Regions from separate parts of the Hordeum vulgare genome. Here region 1 is linked to region 2. Evidence: chromatin contacts called from public Hi-C data. All regions are on one chromosome and are shown on one strand. The core of a region is the stretch at or near the end of the contact, and the rest is flanking DNA. Distances in the headings are between cores, read along the strand shown.

Evidence for each region. Hi-C and Micro-C count contacts between places; a contact is called where the count stands out from the background.
Region 1: a Hi-C map of seedling shows a contact between it and region 2, with 2.3 times the contacts expected there. The contact joins the enhancer-like site here to the promoter of LOC123424769 in region 2.

The regions. Positions count from the first base shown.
Region 1 is chr2H:44,816,333-44,822,215 of MorexV3_pseudomolecules_assembly, forward strand. No RefSeq gene overlaps it. Among protein-coding and RNA genes, the nearest start is that of LOC123424772, 20 kb to the right of the region's middle. Within about 2 kb of position 4,394, at least 3 of the 3 cell types and tissues checked have open chromatin away from gene starts, as enhancers often do. A contact at or near this core is called in seedling, where this site is marked.
Region 2 is chr2H:44,501,709-44,507,499 of MorexV3_pseudomolecules_assembly, forward strand. It overlaps LOC123424769, which reads right to left and starts at 1,985. Exons shown (of 28, transcript XM_045108451.1): 1 at 1,916-1,985; 2 at 1,671-1,821; 3 at 1,422-1,561; 4 at 312-428; 5 at 81-212. The coding sequence starts at 1,788.

The DNA of each region.
Region 1 (5,883 bases), core at 3,144-5,643, 320 kb after region 2:
AGAAAGGGGAAAGCCACGAAGATAGGAAGAAGGAAGTGAAGTGAAGTGCACTTGATATGTTATCTTTAATTTGTGAACCTGTCGTGAAGTGAACTTGTCGTGTAGTGAACACCTATGTTATCTTGAATTCTTGAAGTTGTCATGTAGTGAACACCTTATGTTATCTTGAATTCTTGAACATGTCATGAAATGAAATGAAGTGCACCTATTATGTTATGTTTAATTTGTGTACTTGTTATGAATGATAAAGATTACATAGTTGGAATGATAAAGATTGCATAGTTCAAATGATAAAGATTACATAGTTGGAATGATAAAGATTGCATAGTTGAAATGATAAAGATTGCATAGTTCAAATGATAAAGATTGCATAGTTGAAACGATAAAGATTGCATAGTTCAAATGATAAAAATTGCATAGTTGAAATGATAAAGATTGCATAGTTCAAATGATAAAGATTACATAACAGGCTGATGGATACATGTCATTATAGTTCCAAATGACAAAGATTACATAGGCTAATTATCGTTAGGTCCAGGATTGCAGCAAATGACATCATTTCTTTCTTTGACCCATGCCCAACAAGAAGCCTGCTTCGGAGTGGCGAAAAAGGTTGCCTCACTAACCAATCAATGACCTGCCCATGGTTGTGAATGTTAAACTGTTGATGTTCTTCCCTTGTTGCACACAATGCAACTTGGATTGCAAGATCACGCCGACAATATTTTTCCCTCTTCTCCAGCTTCTTGATCTCGCTCTCTTTTTTGTCAATTATTCTTTTGGCAACGTCCTTATAGAAACAGTAGTTTGAAAAGGCTCTACACGCCGCATTCAACGCATCAACGGCTGCCACCCAGTAGGTCATTTTTTCCTTAATAAATTCGCGTTCACGCTTCGTCGCCGCCTCAGCAGAAGCATCAACGTAAATGAACGGTCTCATCCTGTATTTCATAAAATGACTACTCAATACACACTAACTACTCAATACACACTAAATTTAGCTAGGGTTTCTCTAAGATGTAAAAATGTAAGATGTACAAAATGTATCATAATAAGGAGGTTCAACAAAAAAAATTGGATGAATCGAAGGAGAATACTATAAGGAACAAAGTTTATGGACATGTTTATGTTAGGGAATCACCTTCTTGCTCGGATTCGATGGGGGTCTTGAGGGGAAGGGGATAGGAGGAGAGCAGAAATGAAGCAGCAATGATAGGGGAAAGTGAGTGTGGTGGGACCCACACCAACAGTCCACCACATAGTCTAGTTGGGTTCAGGACCCAGACGACAGGAACCGTGGCGTCTGGTCATGTGGCCAGGACCAGACGCCAGGGTCCCTGACGTCTGGGTGCGCACAACAGAAACCAGTAGGTTTGCACTAAATTGGACATATGAGACGCTAGGGACTCTGGCGTCTAGGTGCGCACAACAGACACCAGTAGGTTTGCACTAAATTAGACTTATGAGACAACACGGACCCTGACGTCTGGTCTGGCCCCTTCGCCACATCATCTGGTCAACGGCAGGCTGATCGACTGGGCCCAGCCAGTCCCTAGCGTCTCCAGTGCAACCCAGACGTCAGGGACGTTGGCGTCACGTAAAGAGGTCAATTTTGAACGTATTTTTAAACTAGGGTCAGATTTGCGTTTTCTTTACACTAAAGGTTAGAAGAAAAAATCGGCCAACGAGGGACGGTGCCCCGCTCCTCGTTCATTGCTATGGGCGTCAACAGAAGGACGGGAGGTGACTGACCGATCAGCATGCATGGGCTCCGGCAAGACGTACCCCCGTTGGAGCGAGATCACCCACAATGACTACATGGCAGTTTAATTACCTACTCCATACGTTGCTACAGGAGCAGTACCCTGATGCTACCCACTTTGTACGAGGAGGGATGCATTGGTATGTGTGTGGGACACTACGATGCTTCGGAAGCCATCATCGTTGCACGCACGTACGTCCGACAAAAGACCATACTGCGCTCGTACAAGCTAATCTAGCCTACCCTATGTTAAATTTGGACGGTGAGGAACCCAATAATGCTAGACATATAAAAACTTACAAAGGTTTACTTAACCTTCCAAACTAACTCTTCTCTTCCCCCTGATTTTCAGTGAGGGTGGGGCCCCTCATCCCTCAGTTACCAATCACAATCTTACACATCAGTTTATACGTAAAATCTTTACGTAAGCCTTTGTAGGTGTAGCATTACTCGTGAGGAACCACGCAAGGGCCTTGCGGGAAGCTGAATAAGGAGCTTTGCTAGACTTACGTAGACTTTCTACGAAATCTTATGTAGGTGATGATGTGGGCTTGGTTGATTGGATACGACAGGCCCCACCCTGAAAATCAGGGGGGGGGGATTAGTGGAGGTTTGGGAAGGAGACCTTCCTTTCGTAAGTAATTCACCTACAAATTCGTAGGTGTAGCATTTTTGCTGAAGAGCTTTGCTAGACTTACGTAGACTTTCTACGAAATCTTACGTAGGTGATGATGTGGGCTTGGTTGATTGGATACGGCAGGGCCCCACCCTGAAAATCAGGGGGGTAGTGGAGGTTTGGGAAGGAAACCTTCCTTTCGTAAGTAATTCACCTACAAATTCGTAGGTGTAGCATTTTTGCTGAATAAATAGGAGAGGATTGCGGCCTCAGAGGAGGGAAGATTCATTCAGAAAACATACACATCGTAGCCAACTACCATTAAAATATCCCACAGAGCAGGAGTAGAGTATTACACCGACACGACGGCCTGAACCTGGGTACTCCGACATGTTCGATTCCTCTTTCTTCTTCTATCAATTGTTCGTGACTTAGGAAGCTAGAGCATTTAGTCCATGTCCGAACTCACAAAGGGTTGTAGCTGACAATCCAATGTCCGGTTCTTAGACATCAACACGACGATGTCCTTAAGAAAGAGAACGACACCCACGGACGTCGTCGTTGCCGGCGTCAATCGTCAAGCTTTCGCTCGAAGATAGGCCTATACCACCAGAGGCGTCCGTAACTAGCACAATGAGGGTGAGCATCACCACACCAGATCTGGCTCTGTCGAAGCTGGCCAGAGCCTCCCGCCATTAGACCTCTTTCATCTTACACAACCAAGAGTTGTGGTCACCACCACCACCACAGAAGCTCCCGAAAAGTCAACCATGTAGCCAGCCGACCTTTTGGTTGTTGACCTTTAACCGCTTAACATTGACCATTGACTTTAAAAAGCGGACTTCAACAAAAAATCCACAAACTTGATTCCAAATAAGTTCATGAGTACTGAAAAACTTCATGAAATTGAAAAAAAAATGAAGTTTTAAAAAGCATATTGTTTTTTTACGAATTTGAATAGTTTATTCTTTTTAAATATTATTTTTTACAAATTTGAAAAAAATAACAAATCTGAAAAGTTTGCACAATTAAAAGACAAAAAGAATGAAATTAAAATAAAAGGTGAAACAAAATCGGCCCAAACAAAAAAAAGATAGAAAAACCAAAAACGAAGCGATGGAAGCTTCTAGCATGTTTTTTTAGACAATCTCGCGAAGTTTTATTTTAACTGGGACCAATGTCTATAAGTATGAACTTCTGGGAGGTCCTATTGGATGCACAAAGGAATCGCGACTGGGCCGGCCCACTAACAGAAAACAAAGGATAAAATCCGAAGCATTTAGATAAAAATTCCAAAACATTTTTTTCAAATTTTGGTACATTTTTTTGAAAAATTCTAAACATTTAGATAAAAATTCAGGAATATTGTTTTAAATTCTGGAACAATTTTTCAAAATTACGAAACATTTTTTAAATTCCTGAACATTTTTAAAATTCCAAAACATTTTTGAAATTTCAAAACATTTTGTTCAAATTGCAAAACAATTTTTCAAATTCATTATTGTTTTTATTCAAATGTCTGAACATTTTTCTCAAATTCCGGAACATTTTTCGAAAATTCATTTTTTTTAAATCAAGAACCCTTTTTGAAAATCCAAAAAAAAAATTCAAAATCCAAAAAAAAATTGAAAATCCAAAACAATTTTTTTGAAAAGCAAGAATATTTTTCGAATTTGAAGAACATTATCTAAATCAGAAATAGAAAAAAAAACAGAAAGGAAAAAAAACGATTCAGGAAATCTTCTAAAAGTTTCTCAAAACCAGAAAAAATCGGTTGGAACCTAGTTTCCCAAAACCGGAACGCTGGAGCAGTTATATGGGCCGGCCCATTGCATCGCTGCTCGATCACTGTGTGTGCGAAACGCCGACTGGTTGACGCATAGAGCGGCAAATAGGATATTCCTGAGAACTTATAGCATGTTACCTAAACTGAAGAAACCACACTGCTGCATTCCGCTTTATGGGCGGGACCATTAAAAAATGTGGAGCACCTTGCCGGCCCGACCCCAGGGACAATGTGGAGCACCTCTGTGCCTTCCTTCCAGATTTGACGACTCCATCCTGCCTTGCATCGCCGCCGGCCCTGTTTTTTTAAAAAGTCCTATCACTTTTTTAGTCTTCACTAAAAAGTTCTTAGTCCTTATCTTTTTTTTCAGGAACTAGAGGTCATTAAATGACATACAAAAAGACCATTTTATCCCTAGTAATGTGTTAGAAGTTATTAAATGACATGCTAAAAGTAGGAATATTGTTGAAAAAAGTGTCAAAAAGTCTTAAAAAGACCCTCCCATAGAGACTTCTTTCTTTTGTCTCAAATACCCCTTTTAATCCCTAAAAGTACCTCATGATTCTTCACATGGCACTAAAAATAGTCCCTACAGCAAAAAGAAACACCCCCTCAACAGCTTCTGGTATCCTTGGGCGAGAGCCTCCCCAGGCCATCTGAATATTCTAGAGAACAGGAAGCTAATACTCCTAGTGTTTTTTTTTTCCGCATGTGGTGAGTGCATTTTTCATTTCAATCTGCACTTTTGGCTGATGTTTTGCAGTAATCCGATATCTCAGCCTGATATTCGTTCTCCATCTTTCTTTTGAGATTCAGGTGACAGTATGAGTCGTCGGTATTTGAATGTGATAGTGCATGACTTCAGTAAGTCGCATCTATTCGCTGTGCCGTATCGATGTCCGCAAGCACCTCTTCTACCAAGACACCGAAATAGTAGCACAACTAGCAGCACACCCTGCAGCTGCAGGGGAGAAGATGAATAGCAGCAGCCTTGGGGAGTTGGCAGCGATGGGCGGCTGGAAAAGATCGCCTCCGCCAGCGATGAATTTCCAAGCATCGCCCAGTATCAAAAACAAGACCGACGTGCGCTTGTTCTCTCTACTGGGAGGCGAGAGCAACATCCTTTACTCTGAGCCTCTGACAGTAATTGTCGGACCGCACTGTGTAACGTTGACTTGAAAATCTTCGATCCATCCGCTCCTCCCAATTCACGCAAGATGCAGAATGTCATCACTCTCCCCATAACCCAAGCCGGTCTCAAACCTACGTCGTTGTACGTCTTGGACCTCTCCCCCGCTGCCGATACCGGTTCCTGCTTTGAAGTTTGAAGTCCTCTCTAACCGCAGAAACCCGTCTGTTCTCGAGGGATGGAGCTGGGAAACTCTGCCCCCGCCGCCATTTTTCAGCAATCCAGAAAAAAGCCCCCGACTTGCATTCTTATGCTGTGGTTGATGGTTCCACCATATGCATTTCATCTCCGGAAAAGGCCATAGGCACCTACACCTTTGACACAGTGAACGAGACATGGAGCCAAGCTGCTCACTGGGCACTTCCATTCTTTGGCAGAGCTGAGTATGTCCCCGAGCTCGACTTCTGGTTTGGCCTCTCAGCCTGCAACCCCTTCTCAAGCCTATGTGCTTTTGATCTCTCAGCAATAGTCTCTGGGCAGCCACCCAAGGTGCATCATACTTGGGATTATCTTGATCTGCCCGAGGAAGA
Region 2 (5,791 bases), core at 735-3,234:
AAAACATCCAAACATAACTGTAATGCAAATAGGAGCAAACACGTGTACTAAGAAAGTGGTCTGTCGCAAAAAAAGGATACATAAGCATGCCGCCGAAGTGAACTAAAAACAACTTCATCGCCTCCAATCAAGGTGACTTTAGCAGCCTTGTCTAAGGCCTTCCCATTTACATGGACAACTTTGGATATAGATACCTCAAGGGCAGCACCCCTCTGGTAAACAGGTCAAAATTGATAGTGAAATCCTCAAAATGATGAGTGCAGGAAGAACAGAGTACTATTAAATTAATAAAATTAAGAATGCAACCATACCCTAACATGCCTCAGTCTGCAAACAAGTGATCCAGATAATGCGTCCGTCAGTTTCAAATCATGTTTACCACCATGGCCAACAGTGAAATAGGAGGCGTAAATAGGAACCGTGGGATACTGAACAGCAGAAAGAAGAATATAATCATTAGCAAAGATAATTGTTTAAAATTAGTAAATGCTAAGACTAAATAACCAATACTACAGAACTAAGTGGGGAATTGACAAAATGGTAAGGCTATTTGACGCGGTTACAAAAAACAGATGTGAACAACTCAAAAACAAGTAACTGAGAAATGCTATTTGTTATGCATGTATGCACCAACAACAGGGATCGCCCTTGATCCAATGTGACTCATCTGGATCAAATGGTCCAAATGGACCTGCATACAGTTTCAGAGTAGATTCCTACTCAAAACCGGAGAAAAAAACGTTACAAGATTTGACAAATAAGATGATCGCGCAAGTTATATATTTATATTAGATTAGTACGCTTAAATTTGAGCAGACAGACAATAACAATCCTATAGTTGTGAATGCAGGAGACTGGAAACTGAAGATAAATATCAGAATGATGATTTTAAAATTACTGAACAGTTACTAGCGCAAGATTACAAAACCCACATTCACAAAAATCACAATGCTTAATATAACTCTGACAAAGGTGGTATACACGTCGGGCCAAATTAATGACAGGAAGTAGATAATGTATAGAAGCCAGCAATCAATAGAAAAACAAGAATAACTAGTCACTGTTCTCTGATTTTTGGATAACTCAGATGGAACGGTTCTTTGCTCCATTTCCAAGAGCACATAATGGTCCTGTGTTGCCAACTAAATCCATGCATGAAGAGTTATATGACAGATGATTCACAATAGCGCTTTGGCAGACATATATCATGACCCATTCAAGACAAAGATTTGTAACGAAAATGAATTTTGAATTAAAATCTGCTATGTATACCAATATGTTGGTGGTGTTTGATAGCTACTAGGAAGGCTACAGCAGTTCAATTGTCCGCCAAATAACTTGATTAGATGCTATGCGGTCACAAAACCAAATAGAATTGTGGCACTGTTCCTCACATGAATGAGTTCTCCTAAACAACAGACCTGGGAAGATTGGGAAATCAGTCTGGCCCAAGCATGAGTCTGGCTACTGGCAGCCCCGCGCCTCGTCTTCCACTGGGTCATCTCTTCCGCGGTCGTCTCGTCGGACGGAGGCAGACGCCTGGGCGTCCTCTTCTTCCTCGCTGAACCAGCAAAACAATAAGCGCAATCAAAAACCTCCCCCGAGCTAAAACCAAACCCTAGTAGCCCCCTCTGAAATGAACCGTGAACTCAGAACACAACAGCGCGCACCTCCTGAATTGGACACCGTGGACGACGCGGCAACGGCCCCGGCGGACCTCTCCGCGGCCGGCACGCTCAGCTGCGAGTTGTCGATCGCGCGGCCCGCTGCCTTGGCGGCGGCCTCCATCACGGGGCCCGACACCAGAACCGTCGCCTTGCCCTGCCACCACCACCGCACAGCAACGAATAATCAATCAGATCAATCGGTTCCCGGGAATCATCGGCGACATAAAAACAGGGGAACAGACCGCGACCTTGGCCCGCTTGGCCGAGCGGCTCCGCGGGGGCGGCGAGGAGGCGGCCTCCGCCGCGGGCGCCGACGCCCCCGCCGCATCGCCCGCGCCCGCGCCCGCGTCCGAGGCCGCGGCGGGCGGGGGCGTCGGGGGCGAGGCCTCCTCCGACGGGGCCCGGCGCTTCCCCGCGGAGCTCCGCCTGGTGTCGACCATGGCGGCGGGGAGGCGTGCGGATCCCCGCGGCGGGCGAGGGGCGAAGCGTAATTTCGCGACGGGGAGGGTGCGGGCGCGGAGGCGTGACGAGGGGGGGAGGGAGGCCACGGGGGACTCGCGCGGGGCTGTGGTTTTGTTTCCGTTTACGGATCGCGAGGTTGGTGGTGGGGGAGGGGAGGGGAGGGGAGGCGCGCTTATTTATATATGGGGGAGCGGCGGGGGCGATCGGCTGGATGGCTGGCTGGCGGCGGCCGCGTCAACGGGGATTTTACCGGCGTTTTACGGAAGGAGAAACAGCCGGCCGGCTGTATCCTTCTCTCTTCGTCAGCAGCGGGCGAGCGGGCCGCAGCTTTTTTTTTTCTTTTTTCCTTCTTTCTATTTCCTCTGCCGACTTGCGGCGTTCTCGCGAAGGCGGCCGCCGCGCGATGCGAGGCGGGGCCGGGGTGGGGACGAGGCGCGTGCGTGTCGCGTGTGCGCCGTCGAGGGTGCGGGGTGGTGGGGCTGGGTTAGGTGCGGTGTAGAGACGGAGGCGCGGGCGGCGTTAACTTGGGTCTGGGTGGGGGAGGGAGGCGTGGCCTAGGTTCGGTTCGGTGGTTGCTTTCGCGGCGTCCTGTCGTCTGATCCTTGCGCTGCTGGAATGGATGGATGGTTTTGGTTCGTCCGGGACCAGGTGTACGTGTGTTGGTGCGTGTGTTCCTTAGTGGGGCTGTCTTCTTCGGAATGGTTTTTTTGGTTGCGTGCGGTCCGCATGGCACGAACGTTAAAGCAGTTTCAGGTCAGGTCGAAGGAAAACGTCCGAATTGGCAGTAGCTCGCGAGCCTGGTTCGGGCGACGCGTTTCTCTCCTCGTGCGACCAGGGAGATAGCGCGAGCTTGCCCGCGTCGCCGAAAAATCGGCGAGAGAATTTCGGCTCGCCTCCCGCTGAGTCCGCCCCTATTTAGCCCCCTCCCTCACCCCCCCCCCCCAACTTCCGTCACCATTGTCCTCCCTTTCGAGCTTTCTTGCCGACGCGCATCGGCATCGACGAGCAGGTAAGCGACACATCTTCATCGGTCGGCGGTCCACGGCGTCGGCGGTCCTTCACCGGCTGGCGGTGATCTTCTACGACCGTTCCCCCCTCGTCCTCGAGCTGCATCCATGGGATATGTGAGTTCAATCCCCCTTTCTCTCTGTTCCTTCGAGCTAGATCTCAGCTGCAGCTAGGGTTTGATGTGCATGCATGGTTGATTAATGCTCTGATCTGTGAGCTCGTATCATTGATTGCTATGTTGCGGTTGCAATTTGTGGTAGGGTTAGATGTTCAAGCATGTGATAGGCTAGATTAGTAGTAGAGTTTGAAGTTGAACCTTGTGCTTGTGTTAATTCGTGCTTAGATCTGTGATTTGTAGCTATTGGTGGTTCATTTGTAGCATGTTGTTTGTTGTAGATGTATGTTCGTTCTCATAGATTGTGCGGTATGCTTAGTATGTACATGTATGCTCCTGCTTTCATGGATTGTCTGGTGTGTTTTGTGCTATGCTTACTGTCAATGCGTGCTACGATTATAGGACATGACCACACGGACGCAAGATCTTTGTCGGGCCCTTGTTCTATCGGACATCCAGTTTCCTCCATCGTTTGTCCAGGACTCGCCATGACTGAGGCGCTGAAGGAGGTGGCAACAGCCATCAGGGAGTGCAAGCCCCTCGACGTCCACCCTGACCTGTATGGTGTTGTCATGACCCAGGGTGGCTTCAACGACGAGGATCTCATGGCAGCTCTCGGCCACCTGCTTGACAACAAGGCCCAGGGTGTTGGGTTCGTTGCCATGGCAAACACTCACAGGGTGCTGTGGCTCGGGAGCCGACTGGGAAAGTACTACTACTAGAGTAGTGTTGCCTTTGAGCATGCATGATCCCCGATGGCGATGGCGATGGCGATGGCGACGACGACGACGACGATGATGATGACGACGTACATTTTGTATAGCTAGGGCTGGAAAACTATTTGATGGTCTATATATTTTTGTGAGTGTTGAAAATATGCCCTAGAAGCAATAATAAATTGGTTATTATTATATTTCCTTGTTCATGATAATCGTTTATTATCCATGCTAGAATTGTATTGATTGGAAACTCAAATACATGTGTGGATATATAGACAACACATTGTCCCTAGTGAGCCTCTAGTTGACTAGCTCGTTGATCAAAGATGGTCAAGGTTTCCTCGCCATAGGCAAGTGTTGTCACTTGATAACGGTATCACATCATTAGGAGAATGATGTGATGGACAAGACCCAAACTATAAACGTAGCATATGATCATGATAGTTTATTGCTACTGTTTTTCTGCATGTCAATGTATCGTTGCTATGACCATGAAATCATGCAACTCCCGGACACCGGAGGAATACTTTGTGTGTATCAACGTCGCAACGTTACTAGGTGACTATAAAGGTGCTCTACAGGTATCTCCGAAGGTGTCTGTTGGGTTGGCGTGAATCGAGACTGAGATTTGTCACTCCGTATGACGGAGAGGTATCTCGGGGCCCACTCGGTAATACAACATCACAATAAGCCTTGCAAGCAATGTGACTAAGGAGTTAGCCACGAGATCTTGTATTACGGAACGAGTAAAGAGACTTGCCGATAACGGGATTGAACTAGGTATAGAGATACCGACGATCGAATCTCGGGCAAGTAACATACCGAAGGACAAAGGGCACAACATACGGGATTAACTGAATCATTGACATAGAGGTTTAACCGATAAAGATCTTCGTAGAATATGTAGGAGCCAATATGGGCATCCATGTCCTGCTATTGGTTATTGACCGTATAGGTGTCTCGGTCATGTCTGCATAGTTCTCGAACCCGCAGTGTTTGCACACTTAAAGGTTCGGTGACGTTTCGGTATAGTTGAGTTATAGGTGTTGGTAATATAAAGTTGTTCGGAGTCCCGGATGAGATCCCGGACGCCACGAGGAGCTCCGAAATGGTCCGGAGGTAAAAATTGACATATATATATATATATATATATATATATATATATATATCCTGTTTTGGTCACCGGAAAAGTTTCAGGCTCATCGGTAGTGTATCGGGAGTGTTGGGAGGTACCGGGGACCATCGGGAGGGGTGTCACACCCCGAGGGGCCTTATGGGCTATGGCAGGATACAAACCAGCCCCTAGTGGGCTGACATAAGCTCCCACTAAGGCCCATGAGGTTTGAGAAGGAAAAAAACCCAAAGGTGGAATGGGTTTCCAAGTGGAGAGGAGGAATCATACTCCTAGTAGGATTGGAGTAGGACCCCTCCGCCTCCAATTTCGGCCAAACATTGAGGGTTTGAGGCTGCCTCCTCCCCTCCCTCCCTCCTATATATAATAGAGGTATTGAGGGTTTTTGACACACAACAAATCAGCCACGTGTTGCCCTCTCTCTCTAGATATGTTTCTCCTCTAGTCTAGTTTCAGCGGTGCTTAGGCGAAGCCCTGCTGGAATAGATCCACCACCACCACCATGTCATCGTGCTGGAGAACTCATCTACCTCTCTGCCCCTCTTGCTGGATCAAGAAGGCGGGGATCGTCATTGAGCTATACGTGTACTGAACGCGGAGGTGTCGTCCGTTCGGCACTAGATCGGGATGGATCGTGATTGGATCGTGATGAGATCGCGGGACGGGCTGCGATTTGGATCAAGAAGAT